5 separate regions of the Mus musculus genome follow, and all the other regions are linked to region 1. Evidence: chromatin contacts called from public Hi-C and promoter capture Hi-C data. All regions are on one chromosome and are shown on one strand. The core of a region is the stretch at or near the end of the contact, and the rest is flanking DNA. Distances in the headings are between cores, read along the strand shown. Region 1 holds the start of Ltn1 (listerin E3 ubiquitin protein ligase 1). Region 2 holds the start of Gart (phosphoribosylglycinamide formyltransferase). Region 3 holds the start of Paxbp1 (PAX3 and PAX7 binding protein 1). Region 4 holds the start of 4930404I05Rik (RIKEN cDNA 4930404I05 gene). Region 5 holds the start of Mis18a (MIS18 kinetochore protein A).

Region 1 (2,691 bases), core at 116-2,615:
AACGACTTCCAGGACAGGTGAGCTACAAAGAGAAACTGCCTTGATAAACCAAAATCAAAATAAAATAAAAACAGAATTAAATCTATAAAAGTTAGTAGAAATACAAATTGTAAGTCTACATGTTATATTTGTGTACTCCACCATGGTTAAAGTTTCACATGTTATATGAAGAATGACACTGTTTTTAGAATACATAAGGTAGAGAACTTGGGTGTTAAATACTGAGATCAACTCTCCTAAGGGTCAGCAAAATTTATAAATTAAGAGATGAGGGACTGGAAGGATGGCTCAGTGGTTAAGAGCACTGACTGTTCTTCCAAAGGTCCAGAGTTCAAATCTCAGCAACCACATGATGGCTCACAACCATCTGTAACAAAATTTAACTCCCTCTTCCGGGGTGTCTGAAGACAGCTACAGTGTACTCACATATAATAAATAAATAAATCTAAAAAAAAAATGGTGGAACAGGTCTATAAAAGCGAACTGTGTGTGTGTGTGTGTGTGTGTGTGTGTGTGTGTATGTGTGTGTGATCCATCAGGATAAAGGCTGCAGAGAAACACCTGCCTTTAAGATACTTTCAAAGCGCCAGGTGGTGGTGGCACACGCTTTTAATCCCAGCACTTGGGAGGCAGAGGCAGGAGAATTTCTGAGTTCCAGGCCAGCCTGGTCTACAGAATGAGTTCCAGGACAGCCAGGGCTATACAGGATGCATTAAGGTATCTAGAGCCACCTAACATATGGCCATCCGAAGCCTGCCAGGCCAGCCAAGTTCGTGGCAAGTTCAGGGTGGCCAGAGTGAAGCAGGAAAAGCGAGGTAAGCTTGAGACCAGAGACCCAACGGGTGACACCGACCTGACACCGGGCATACCACCGACGGGCTCGGGCCTTGGCAAGGAGGGACTGAGCGAGTGAAGCCCACGCTTGCTTCTTCCCTCCCACAGCTCCTACACAAGCTCGGCCACCCACGAGGGCCGCCCGGGTGCTCACTGTCACCGTTTCCCGATGACACCTCCCTCCCTGGGCGCGCTCCGTTTCCCAGATCCGGCGTGAAACGTCGTTTGGGTCCCAACTCCTCGACTTGTCCACCCGCGGGGACGCACACACCGGGAGGTCACACTCTTCCCTCACGGCCCTCTGGACACCCGGGCCGCAGGCCGCGGGGCTACCATCACCACAGGACTCACCCTGAGGTTCCCCTTAGTCCGCTGCTTGTTCTTCCCGCCCATGGTGGCGGTGGCAGCCCGGCTCTCAGTCTGCAGAGCCGAAGTTGACACGGGCGGGCCACAACTTCCGGTCCCTCGCGCCGGAAGGGGATTCACTGTAGCCACTTCCCCCTCGCCCTCCCAGCCTTTCGGCTTCCTACTTCCGCTCCCGCCTCCCTGTCAGGACTCTGACCATCCGCTGCCTGAAACGTAACAAAGAAGGCCACGCCTGCCTGAGTGGCGTCACTGCTGACCAATAAGAAACCAGCGTTGAGCCCGTGGCGCCAAACCTGTCCGAGATATTTGTAGTGGAGAGATTTCCTTCCTAGTGTGTAGGAATTTGCTCTTCCAGAGGTCCTGAGTTCGATTCCCAGCAACCACATGGTAGCTCACAACCATCTGCAATGGGATCTGACGCCCTTTTCTGGTGTGTCTGAAGAAAGCTACAGTGTACTCATATAAATAAAATAAATCTTTAAAAATAAAATGAAATAATAAAAGCAGAGGAGTTGGGGCGACTAACTTGGTAGAGTGCTTTCCTGGCATTCCTGAAGGCTGAGTTTGATTCCCTACATTGAGCAAACCAGGTCTGCTGGCACACCCTCCCAATACCAGCACTGAAGACACAGAGAAGAGGAGAATCACAAATTTAAGGTCAGCTTTGCACACTTAAAGTTCAAGGGCAGCCTGGGATATATGAAAATCTATCTCGAAATAGGAAATAAAAAGAAAAAAGAATCATCAGGTCACATAGGCATGAGACACTGTCTTAAAGAAACAACAAGAAACCATTTGAGCTCTACTCATGCCCCAGTCTTCAGCGATGCAAGGCCAGATAGGGGCCAAATCTAAACACATGCAATTTGAAATGAACCACAAACACCAATGAGGAAGGCTTTATACTGTTTGTACTTTAAAAGACAGGGTAGTTTCAAACTTCTGACTACTGATAACAAGCACAGATTGTTTAAAATTTCATTTTATTTCAAAGGTCTGGAGACAGGCTGGGATTAACATTGGGTCCGCATGTGGCAAGGTGTCTTGTACAATGACATCTCTGAGATAGCTTGGCCCTTTCTCTTGCCATCACTTCAGGGGCCATGGCAGAAAGAGAAGAGAGGCAAATTCATCCCCAGAAATCCTGCACTGTAACCTACAGCCCAATGCAGCTGCAAGAGAGGCCAGGAGGGTGAACAGGCAGCTTTTCCAGGTTCCTAGTGAAGGCAGAAGAGTGTGGGAAATCCCTAGCAAGTCGAACCATCAAAATTACCTTCACATATAATTTGTCTTTCAAGTTTCATGAGACAGAGCCTCGTGTAGCCCAGCTGGCCTTCAACTTCCCATCCTCCTGCCTCTACTTCCCAAGTGCTGGGATTATAAGCATGTGCCTTCAGATCCAGCTCACGTCAAGAAATTTCCACCAAGCTGTAGAGATGGCTCAGAGGTTAAAAGGGTGCACTGCTCTTGCAGAGGACCCAAGTTTGGCTC
Region 2 (2,691 bases), core at 88-2,587, 4.2 Mb after region 1:
GGTCCTGAGTTCAATCCCCAGCAACCACATGGTGGCTCACAACCATGTGTAATGGGATCCAATGCCCTCTTCTGGTGTGTCTTCAGACAGTTACAGTGTACTCACATACATAAAATAAACAATTCTTTAAAAAAAAATATTGTATACTACAAAGTACCCAGAAATAGGAAGTACTAATTTGCTATGTGTTGTTACTTCATATACCTAATTGATACCTATTGCTTAGAATAGAAGCCTTGTGTTCAAATTCTAGCACCAATAAAAGGAGGGGGGGGAGCAAAGATATTATCAAGATATTTACTTATGTAGAAGATGGTTACGGAAAGAAGAAAACTGAAATATGTAAATTCTAAATTGATCCTTTACTTTGGGATTACATATTTAAGGAAAACCCAAGCAGACTGGTAAGGTTAAGAACACTTAGTTCTCTTGCAGAGGGCTGGGGTTTAGTCTCCCAGCACCCACAAGGTGGCTCACAAACATCCTAATCTGGGTCTGGAGACTGAATGCTTTCTTCCGGCTTCTTTGGGGCGTTCATTGTATGCACGTGGGCACAAACATACATGTAAGGGACAACGCTCCTACACATAAGATAGACTTTAGTTCAATTCTGTGTCATTTTCTTAGAGAAATAGCTGAAGCCATTAAACTTTTTAAAAAATCTAACTTGAATAAGAAAGCAGTGCAAGAAGACAATTTTCATTTTACTAGTCAGGATCTGTGAAATAGCAGGACTGGTCTCTTCACCAGCAGCGGCTGGGTGCCTGGGCTCCGGTGTCAAGGCCTTACTAGCCGGGAGACTCGGAGAGTCTTTTGTAACTTCTTGGGTGTCAGTTAACTAACAGGCAATTTATAGCGAGAACAAGAGAATAGGGTAAGGAGAGAATAAAAGAATCGGTTAAAACCACTTCCAAATATTTGTTTTGAAAAAGTAGAAACCAAATACGAAAGTGGTCCAGGTAAATGGTTAGTTACTGTGATAAAACTAGAGCGGATAAAAAAACCATCGGTGTACAGGGTCTGTCTTTACAAGGCAGAGATGCACAGAAACCTGGACCCGGCCTCAGAATTAGAAAGCTGGGAAAGAACTACCTGGCCGACCTCCATCAAGGCCGTGCAAAGCACGTGGGCTTTTCGCCAGTCACGCCAGTTTCGTTTCAAGAGTAGCACCGGTCGCTGAGGTTAAACCCATGGGTCAAAGCGTTTAGGCAGTCCACGCATCATCTTAAGAACTAAGGCATTCACGCACCTGCAAGCCCCGCCACGCAGCTCCGGCTCGCACCCGCCACTCGCACCCGCCGGAAGTTGGCCCGGGGAATCCAGCGCGCCCCGGCCTCTGCCCCGCCTCCGATGGACTCGGCTGCTCATTGGCCGCAGCCCGCCTAGGTCCCCGCCCGCGAGGCGACCCGTGGGGGTTCCTCCCGCCTTAGGGTGCGGTCGGAGCCCGCTGCCTAGCCGGGCTCAGAATCCCTGGCACCACGATTAGAGCTGATGATGCTCGTCAGGGGCTGTCACTTAAGGTCCCTGCGTTTACCCCAGAGCCTCCTACACTGGGGGCAGAGCCGAGGCTGCCTGACTGTGGCTGCTCACCAAGCGCCAGGGCGGAGCGGCCAGGGCTGGACTCCGGAGCAGCTCAAGCGCACTGCGTTTAGAACGCAGGTCGCTCAGACGCTCCAGCCTTTGCTAAAAACTACGCGAGGCCGGTTATAGCAAGCATCGAGGCAGAATGGGAATGGCTCCTTTCCAACTCATAGTGGGGACGCGGGACGGGGATTTCTTTCTCATGCACGTCTCCCTGACCAAAGTAAACTTGGCGCTTGCAACAAACGCGTTCGAGCTCCGTGCCGGACAAGCCGAGGCTTTTCTCGTCCCCCAGCTTTTTTTTTTTTCCATGGCCTCTAATCTCAGGCATTTACTCCCTATAGAAAGCCTCTTAGGAGTCCCCGCAGGCTGAGGGGATCAACAGCCGAAGCTGTCGCGGTCGCCTCGGGAGCGACTTCTCCTGTAATGGCGCCTGCGTCAACCACTAACATGGCGGCCGAGTTCGTGCGCGGCGCAAACGTCAGCAGCTCTACCCCGGCGGCTCAGAAACAGCGGAGGAGAGCGGGCCGGTGTTCGCTGATTGGCTCGTGGGTGGAGCGAGCCCGTGCGGACGCTCCCTCACGAGCCAATCAGGAAAGGGATAAAAGGAATTGGCCGCTGCGCCTCCTCCCGAGGCATGCTGGGAGCCTGGAGGACTAGCGAGGAGTAGTTGAGAGAACGGAGCGGACGCCATGGCGGCCGACATCGAGCAGGTTTTCAGGTCTTTCGTGGTCAGTAAATTCCGGGAAATACAACAGGAGCTTTCCAGGTAAACGCTTCCCAGACTTTTCTGCTCCTCGCGGGCTGTTAGGGCTTCATCTAGCCTCCCGTGGCATCTTTCACGGAACGCCGTCGTTTCTCGGCTCAGGCCCCGCTACGGCCCCGCCTGGGCCTGGGATCCATTTTCCGCCCCCCCCCCCACCCCCCCAGTTCCCCGTTCGTTCCTTTCGCGAAAGATCGTCTCTTCCGCGGTGTCGCACACGCCGTTTCTTTCTTCCAGTTAAGACGGTCACCTTTCCCTCGTTTGGACACCCCCTACCCTCCAGCTACTCGGAGGCCCGGCGTCCACCAGGGACGGGCCTAGTTCCCTTCCCAGCTCCTCCTCCGCCG
Region 3 (2,691 bases), core at 132-2,631, 3.6 Mb after region 1:
ACAAACAAAAAATAGTATCAATTCCAGAAACTAAATGAAAATTTTAGTGAGTAACCCAAGGAACTTCAAAATTGTTAAATTTTGGCATATTTCACCCATCTCAGGATAAAAAAGTATTTAGAATGCTTCCTTAAAACATTAAGTCAAGAAACCTAAAACAATACACCCCAAAGTTATTCTGCCAAGTCTGAATAACTCTGGTCACAATAACAGTTATTTCAAAATTATGCCTAGAGTAAATCATTTTGCAAAACTAAGTTTCGAGTGACTTAGCCCTCATCTTTAATTTGAAAATCCAAGTCAAGAACAAGACATTTCAAACAATGCAAAACCTGGTCTGTATCTCCTTCAAACAAAATTCCAGAGAGGTCAAAGATAATTCACCCATCTTTCTAGAATCACGAAAGCATGACGCAAGACCTTCGAAAATCATCCAATTTTTCCTAACATGATGTTGAGGTACAAGTAAAATCGAAATCCCCTGCAGCCTGGTCCCTCTTCTGCTTCAAGAGCCAATGCCACAGCGGACATCTGCTCCTCCCATTTACTTCTACAGAGAAACCGAGACTGGACAACAGCAAGGGAGCGATTGGATCAAGGTCACCGGGAGCCAGGGCTGCAGCCCCAGAATTGTTCCCAGCCCTGGTTTCGGTCCTCCTCTTTAACAATCCGGCCTTCTTAATCAAGGAGGCCTAAACCGAGACGCCAACAAGCCGCAGGTACAGAGGCCTGCAGACGACTAAGAGCAGGCAGTTAACCAAGAGACTCAGGCTGCCTGCAACTCGCAAGGTAGGAAACGGGTCCACGGAGCATCGAGCCTTCTCCTCCACTCAGGATGGCTGATCAGGGCTCTGACAGCCGGAGGAGGGACTGCACAGGCCGTAGACTTGGCTGGTGGCAGCGCGGGAACACAACCCCAGGCAGATCCGGAGGCCGGAGGTGGGGAAAGGGGCGCGGCGCCCGGGCGAGCACGGGCTTGGGGTCCGCGTGGGCCGGGCCGGGGCTTACCTTCCTCCTCGTCTTGGAAGCTGAGCAGGCTGGCCCTGGGCACCTCTTTGTTCTCGCGAGGCCTCTTGCGCGGCTTCAGCCCATTGCCGGGCTCCGCGCCGCCGGAGATGCCGCCCCCGGCCTCAGCGCCGAGGCCCGGGTGGTGCGCGGAGGGCGGCGGCGGCAGCGGCCCCGGGCCCAGGAGCGACTCCCCCGCGGGGGCCCGGTCGCCGCCGCCAGGGCCGGGCTCTTCTCCCGAGGCCGGCGGGGGCAGCAACGGTGGCGGCTCCTGCTCCTCATCGCGCTCCCGCTCCTCCTCCTCCGAGTCGTTCCGCTTGCGCACGTTCACCCGCCGGGCCTTTCGGAACATCCCAGCCGCCGTCACCGCGCTCTCACAGCCGCTCGCTGACTGAGAGGACGAGGGAGCGCGGAGACCACCGCCACGCACGCGCAGTCGCAAGAGTTCCCCCCCACCAGCCGGGTCGTCGCGGCTCTGGCTAGCTATCGCGCCGCCTCGATTGCGCATGCGCCTGGGCTCTCCTCGCGCCCCACTACTTGGGCGGAGTCTCTTTGCACTGCCCTCTAGCGGCGCGGGGGACTGTTGGCATGGTACCCTCCGACTCCAGTGTTGTTCCAAAGGTCACAAAGAGGATCATCGAGATGAGAGGAGCGAGTGTAGTCTGTCGTCTCGGAGCGTGTTGCTGCAATGCGTCTTCCGCGCTTATACGGAGCCGTTACGTGTGGCAGCCTCCCTCCCACTCAGTGCCTGCAGGGTAAACAGAGGCGGGAGGCCGGGGAGAAGCGGAGGGACGAGTCAGTTGACTTGAGCTTGGGAAGGGAAAGTGCATCTCCATGGTTAATATGCCTCTTAATAACGCGAGGCGATGCTAGCAGATATCGTCTACAGATCAGAAACTCCATTAATACTTGCCATCTCTACAGCTTTATCAACGCAAACACTCTCAAAGGCGTGGGAGCACACACGTTAAATCCCAGCAGCACTGGGGAGGTGGAGGCAAGGCGATCTCTGAGTTCGGTGCCGGCCTGATGTACATAAGGAACTCCAGAATGGCCAAGGCTATGTAGGGAAACCCTCACTGTCTGGGGAAGACAGAACCAGAGATGATACATCTCCCTGCTGCCGCAGCCATTCCCAGGAGAGCGAGGTGTTTTCGGGTGGCTTGGTAAGAAAGCCAAGTTAGGTAGCAACTATTTTAACTATTTTACGAAGCATAGTGAATTTCTGAAACAAGCGGAAGGAAGATTTGTCTTATTTTCAGACTATATCACAGAGGGCAAATCTGAACCTTGGCGGCCTTAAAGAGATTGCATGAGCCGGGCGGTGGTGGCGCGCACCTTTAATCCCAGCACTCGGGAGGCAGAGGCAGGCGGATTTCGGGAGTTCGAGGCCAGCCTGGTCTACAAAGTGAGTTCCAGGATAGCCAGAGCTATACAGAGAAACCCTGTCTCGAGAAACAAACAAACAAACAAACAAAAAGATTGCATGAGGTTGAGCTAACACACAGGTTACCCAGTTCATAACCAAAGTTGAATCTTTTCTTTCTCTCGAGCATATCAGGATGCGTGGGTAGAAGTGTTTGTGAAATTATTTACATGTTTCAAAACCCGCCAAAAGAACGGGATTGGAGAGGTGAATATTGCAGTTTCGAACCAGAGGACCCTGGCTGCAGTCCCAGTACCCAC
Region 4 (2,691 bases), core at 144-2,643, 3.6 Mb after region 1:
AATAAGGCTTCATTCAAATTAAGCCAAAGCACAAACCCGTACGCTAAAGCTCAGAAGATCAAATTCAGGGAGAAGGTTCTCAAGAACCTTTTTTTTATAAACTGTTGAACTCGCGAGTTACAACCAAAACAGAGATCAGAATCGGGCAGGTGAAAACACGTGACTTACAGAGCACAGCCACAGCCCCAGACTCGAACATGAGACATTCTTCCTTATGCCTAGTTTCCACTATGAGGCTGAACGGTGGGGGATCCAATTTGTGGTAGATTCGAAATCCTTTGCTGAACGCCATTCTCCTTTCTTCAGAGGCAGCCCTGTGGAAACCAAGTCAATGCACCTGAGGTTTCCTTCTGCTGCAAGGACTGCTAGGCGTCCTCCTGAGGTCCCTCACTGACAAGTTTGATGGGGGTTGGGGGTAGAGAAAAAGAGAGCTCAGGGGTGAACGGTTTATTCCAAAAGATAAGGCGTCACCTTTTTTTTTTTTTTTCTTAACCAAAAGGCAAAAGGAAACGCGTCCAGTTCTCAAGATACGGCAGGACAAGGCAGGGGTTTTTAGCACCGTCGGTCCTGATTTGGATAAGGTGGATTTCCCATTTAATTTATGTTTCCCCAAAGGGAAAATCTGTAGCGTATTTTCAGTTGGGGTTGTTTATCGGCTTCCTGCTTCACGATCTGTCACTACGGGAAGGGAACTGATGGGGAAACTTCAAGCCGATCCCTAGGCGGAATGGGCAAGGGGATGGGAGGGAAGGTTAATCAGGCTGATTCAAAGCTCCTGAGGGGGCCGGAGAGGGACGGGATTATCACACCGCGGACTCTCCAGGGCGGCGGCGAAGGGCAGGGAAAGCCACACAGGTGACTGCCGCCTCCTGCCCAGTCACGAAGCTCACCGTGACGAATGGATCCCACCGCCACTCAACGAGATCCCGGGGAGCCGGGGGGAACTGAGGCACCGGGCGCTTCAGCGCCTCCATTACGCACCGCCAGAGATACCCGGGAGCCTGTGCCGACGGGGTCCTTTCCCGCCCGCTGGGTGACAGCCGCTGTCACGGCAAGCCACCCGCAGCCCCGGGGTCTCCACACAACCCGCCGCCCTCGGCCCTCGGCCGCCTCTCACCGCTTGCGACCCGGCTGCGACGGCCGCCACCGCTCAGGAAGCGTCCACCCGGCCGGCCGGCTGCCCCTGGGTAGAGCCCGGGCCGCTCCCCGCCCCCCGCCCTCCCGCCCGCTGCCTCACCTCTTCCTCCGGCTCCTCCTCCTCCTTCTCCCGCAGCCTCCGCCGCTACAGCCGCCCGAAGCGTCACTTCCGCTCCAGCAGGTCCAGCTCTTCCGCATTGCGCCGCTGCCCAGGCGGAAGGCCCGCCCCTTAGGGTGAAAGGGCGGAGCCGTTTCCGCCCACGCGGGACCGTGCTGCCGAGCAGGGCGCTTACTGGTCACCGGGTTCCTGCGGCCGCCGCGTCCTGGGTCCGTGAAGCGAGCCTCCGTCGCCCCGGGAGTGGGAAGGTGGCACGGCCAGGGGAGCCGGCAGAGGGAGGGTCCGTCCTCCTCGCGTGGAGCCCTGTAGCTCTGCCCTCCCCGCGGGCGACAGGGAGGGACTTCAGGAAAGAGCTGGGGGAGCCCGTGTTGATTCGTGCTCGAGTCGGGCATCAGGACCACCCCCTGCCGCCTCCGCAGACCTGATGGGCGATGGGCGAGTGCGAGGCGGGGGACGGTGTGCACCCCGCGCCGGCTGGGTGGCGCTCGAAGAGCTGTCCATGGTGTCTGTCGTCAGGGAGGCAGCAGGAGGCTGTTCCCTGGCTGTTTCAGTGTGTTCTCCGAGCTCCAGGGGCGATGGAAGAGTGCTCAACCGAATGCAGTGGAGAGTGGGGGAAGCCAGCAACCAGAAACTCCAGGCAGTCAAACAAAACATGGCTGTCACTGTCGATTTGCCAGCCGTGGAATTTTATAACTAAGGGCATCACACTGTTTCAAACTATCTTTTTAAACGAGACATTATGTCTAAAACTTGTGTCCAGCAGAATTATTCTGCCTATACTTCAGAGACAAAAATGGGAGGACATTGTAGTCCCTGGGGCTTTAGAGAGGAATTGAGAATCCAAGGAGCACGGCAATCATGTTCCATTTGCCTTTGCTTTCCCCTAGCCTCTTCCCCTTTTTACTTTCTTCCCAAAAGCACAATTTAAATATGACGTATTGCATAAAAACATTTCCTCTAACATGCTGTCATGTGACTCAACGCTTCTCTATTTTAGAGAAGACAAATCCACCCTAGTTTTAAAATATTAAAAGCAAACTAAACACAAGAGAAGCCACCTCCAGCCAAGGAGATACACACTTGGATTCAGTTCTTAGATCTTTTCACTTAGTCTCCTAAGAACAACTTTTACTTTTTTGTTGTGGTTACAGTAACCACAAGCTTATAATAACAATTGCTTGCTGTGAATTGTGGTTAGCCATTTTTCCCTCCCAAGAAGTGTCCATTTCAGGTGGGGACAGTCCTTTAAATAAAACAGGGATGTTTGAGAGTGGGATTTTTCTTAAGTGTGATGACTGTATATGACATGCACCGACAAAAACGGGTTCAGGAGAGCTGGCCACTGAATTGTAGTACTTTGGAGGTAGCTTTTGTTTTTTGAGACAAAGTAGCACAGAGCCCAGGCTAGTGTGCCAACCATACCTGGTTTACGTGGT
Region 5 (2,691 bases), core at 89-2,588, 3.3 Mb after region 1:
TCTCAAGCAATCTCACAGAACGGTCGGTAGAAGATTTTTCCTTAAAATTAAAGTTTTCAGCCGGGCGTGGTGGCGCACGCCTTTAATCCCAGCACTCGGGAGGCAGAGGCAGGCTGATTTCTGAGTTCGAGGCCAGCCTGGTCTACAAAGTGAGTTCCAGGACAGGCAGGGCTATACAGAGAAACCCTGTCTCGAAAAACCAAAAATAAATAAATAAAATAAAATTTTCTCTCACATATTCACATAAATATCTTACTTACCAACCGTCTTCATCTCTGCACTTGGACAGTTTCGGTTCCTTATCCACAGAGACGTTACAGGAGACGCCTGGAAAGAGAGTCGCAACACTTTGTTAGTGTGGTTTGTTGTTACACACCTGCAGACAGGAACTTTTAACTCAACTTTAACTTGTATTTTAGAGGACTAGGGGAAAAAAAGAGCCCAAAGACTGGTGGGAAGTGGGGTACTCCCGTGGTTCAGCACTAAAGGGATGGGGGCCTTCTGGGAGAAGAGGTGGAACAAGGATTACTTCACATCCTTTTCTGAAAACCAGTGGGGTTAAGAGATAAACAAAATGACCCAGCGAAGAGCATTGGGACTCACCCAGTAAAGACATCGCCTACTCTGTGGCCATATACCATACACTTATTTAATCGTCCCCGTTATCCCATCATTATCCCTCGTTTTGGAGACGAGAAACTTGAGGCACAAGCAGTTGAACAGACTGCCCAAGGACACTAAGCTAAGTCCCCAAAGCAGCTGACAGAGTCCGTCAGATGTGAAAACACTCCCCTGAAGGAAGCACCTTCCTAAAACGTCAGGATGACGCTCAACCGCTGCCCTTGGGGGGCATGGAAGACCCAGGAAAAAACTTGTCACTCGTGAGCCACCCACAGGGACGCCTCTCCTGCGGTTTGCTGGGACAGCTCTCGTCCCCACCCCAGCCCCCGCAGCCCCAGGAAACCCCGACGCAGGAGGGCGGCCCGAACTGACTGCGCAACAGGATGCAGTTGGTGTCCTCCTGGCTGGCCACCCAGGTGAGCGAGTCGCCCAGTGGCCGGCGACAGCGGGCACAAAGGAACACCAGCGGGTTCTCCGCCGCGGCCGCCTTCTCCTCAGGCCGTTCCTTCTCTAGCCCTAACGCGTCTGCGCTCGACATGTTTGCCCACTTCTGCAGCCGCAGGTAGCGGCTCGAGTCTTCCGACAGACGCTTCTCCAGCAGGGGGGACTCGCTCGACATAGCCAGGCGGTTTTAACCACAAGCGGTCAAGGAACATCCCAGAGACCAGGAAGCAGCCATGACATACGAATTTGCCGCGCCCCGGAACCTCACGGGAATAATACCTCTGCGCATGCGCAAGGTGCAAGAGGCGGGGCACCGCCCGAAGGGGTGGGACCTGAAGAAGGGCCCGACTGCATCGAAGGCGCATGCTCGCCATCTGACCGGCGCGCGAGCCGCGCTCACTGCGCTTGCGTCCTGCGGTCTTCCTGAGCGAAAGCTGGTGAACTGGGGTGCTGGGGTGCTATCTGCGGGCATTTCAGCTCCTTCCGCCGCTGCTGAGAAAGTTGAAGGCTTCGAATTAAATGAGTAGCAGCTCACCTAGTTCCTCCACACTGTTAGCGGGCATGCCCGTGCTGGGTAAGCAGACCCATCTTCACGGAGCCGAAAGTGGACCCAGGAATTCCAAGCGGTGTACTGCAAGTCACATCTCTGATTCTAGCCCGTCTGCTCCCGGAGACCCGCTTTCCTACATCTAGAAAAAAACAGGGGTCTGTGGCGAGCCAAAGACGCCCCCTGCCTCAAGGACCCAGCGTTACTGAGACTAGCACTGCAAGGAAAAAATATGAGAAGCTGGAGGGGACAGCATCGCTGTGGCTACAGAGTGGGCGTGTGTCTGGGTCAGAGTATGGTTCACCCTACTCCAGGGCGGGAAGGACGGTCAGTCTAAAGAAAGTCAGCTTTTGATTTCAAAGACCACAGGCTAGAGGGAAGGCGCGCCACCACGAACAGCCTGGATGCATCAGTAAGAAACAACACGCAAAGACCACCATATCCCCCTCCCCCCCCCCCCCCCCCCCAGTCACACTACCCAGTTCGCTTCACTAAACTACATCACACTTACCACCTATTTTCGTATCTCTGGCCACTAGCAAAAAGTTTCAAATCCTAAGTCGTTGACCTGACCGAGGTGGTACCAGGCTGGAAACTAGAAAGGCTATTTTGCCTTCTCTGAATATGATTTTGACTTTCTGTTTTTTGAATCTTTTTTTTTTTTTTTTTGTCCAGGCTGCCCAGGAATTCATTATGTAGCTCACCCACAGTGATCCTCCTGCTTCAGCCTCCCACATGCTAGGATAACAGCCCAGCCCAGAGGCAAAGAAATGACTCCTTTTGGAACCTATTTCAACAAGTCCCTGAGGCGTATCGACCTTTAACCGCCAGGAATCCTGTGGTCCTGCTTGAGGTGTGCCAAGACGGAACGGAGCAAAGAATACCATAAACCAACAGACTTTGCAAATACACTGGAAGGTACACCAATAGGCAGATTACAGCAAAGCAGTGGGACCCTGCTGTAGACCCTGATGCTACCTGGCCATACTCTTAGCATTTTGGTTATAAGCTGGGGAATCTGTTTGTACACATTAAAGTATTTAACTAATAGTCAGAAGGATATGGCCACATACAAGGGA

What was found. Promoter capture Hi-C pulls out the DNA fragments that hold promoters and counts their contacts. A called contact is a pair of places that touch in the nucleus more often than the background predicts.
Region 2: a contact with region 1 is called in a promoter capture Hi-C map of pre-B cells. The contact joins the promoter of Gart here to the promoter of Ltn1 in region 1. A contact is called at or near these places in 1 of 39 promoter capture datasets (pre-B cells) and 1 of 9 other capture datasets (pancreatic islet).
Region 3: a contact with region 1 is called in a Hi-C map of B cells, with 5 read pairs. The contact joins the promoter of Paxbp1 here to the promoter of Ltn1 in region 1. A contact is called at or near these places in 1 of 39 promoter capture datasets (pre-B cells) and 1 of 484 Hi-C or Micro-C datasets (B cells).
Region 4: a contact with region 1 is called in a promoter capture Hi-C map of pre-B cells. The contact joins the promoter of 4930404I05Rik here to the promoter of Ltn1 in region 1. A contact is called at or near these places in 3 of 39 promoter capture datasets (cranial neural crest, neutrophils and pre-B cells) and 1 of 484 Hi-C or Micro-C datasets (pre-B cells).
Region 5: a promoter capture Hi-C map of pre-B cells shows a contact between it and region 1, with 3 times the contacts expected there. The contact joins the promoter of Mis18a here to the promoter of Ltn1 in region 1. A contact is called at or near these places in 2 of 39 promoter capture datasets (neutrophils and pre-B cells) and 1 of 484 Hi-C or Micro-C datasets (CD4 T cells).

What each region holds. Positions count from the first base shown.
Region 1 is chr16:87,431,241-87,433,931 of GRCm38.p6, forward strand. Ltn1 (listerin E3 ubiquitin protein ligase 1) reads right to left here and starts at 1,366. Exons shown (of 30, transcript NM_001081068.1): 1 at 1,186-1,366. The coding sequence starts at 1,227. It overlaps Rwdd2b (RWD domain containing 2B), which reads right to left. Exons shown (of 5, transcript NM_016924.2): 5 at 2,091-2,691.
Region 2 is chr16:91,645,635-91,648,325 of GRCm38.p6, forward strand. Gart (phosphoribosylglycinamide formyltransferase) reads right to left here and starts at 1,338. Exons shown (of 22, transcript NM_010256.2): 1 at 1,250-1,338. It overlaps Son (Son DNA binding protein), which reads left to right and starts at 2,190. Exons shown (of 12, transcript NM_178880.4): 1 at 2,190-2,350. The coding sequence starts at 2,274.
Region 3 is chr16:91,042,998-91,045,688 of GRCm38.p6, forward strand. Paxbp1 (PAX3 and PAX7 binding protein 1) reads right to left here and starts at 1,382. Exons shown (of 18, transcript NM_026110.2): 1 at 1,009-1,382. The coding sequence starts at 1,357.
Region 4 is chr16:91,009,856-91,012,546 of GRCm38.p6, forward strand. 4930404I05Rik (RIKEN cDNA 4930404I05 gene) reads left to right here and starts at 1,394. Exons shown (of 3, transcript NR_028368.1): 1 at 1,394-1,464. It overlaps Synj1 (synaptojanin 1), which reads right to left and starts at 1,453. Exons shown (of 32, transcript NM_001164483.1): 1 at 1,238-1,453; 2 at 169-314. The coding sequence starts at 1,335.
Region 5 is chr16:90,726,033-90,728,723 of GRCm38.p6, forward strand. It overlaps Mis18a (MIS18 kinetochore protein A), which reads right to left and starts at 1,339. Exons shown (of 5, transcript NM_025642.1): 1 at 994-1,339; 2 at 261-327. The coding sequence starts at 1,240. Gm17518 (a long non-coding RNA gene) reads left to right here and starts at 1,388. Exons shown (of 2, transcript XR_876238.3): 1 at 1,388-1,639; 2 at 2,288-2,691.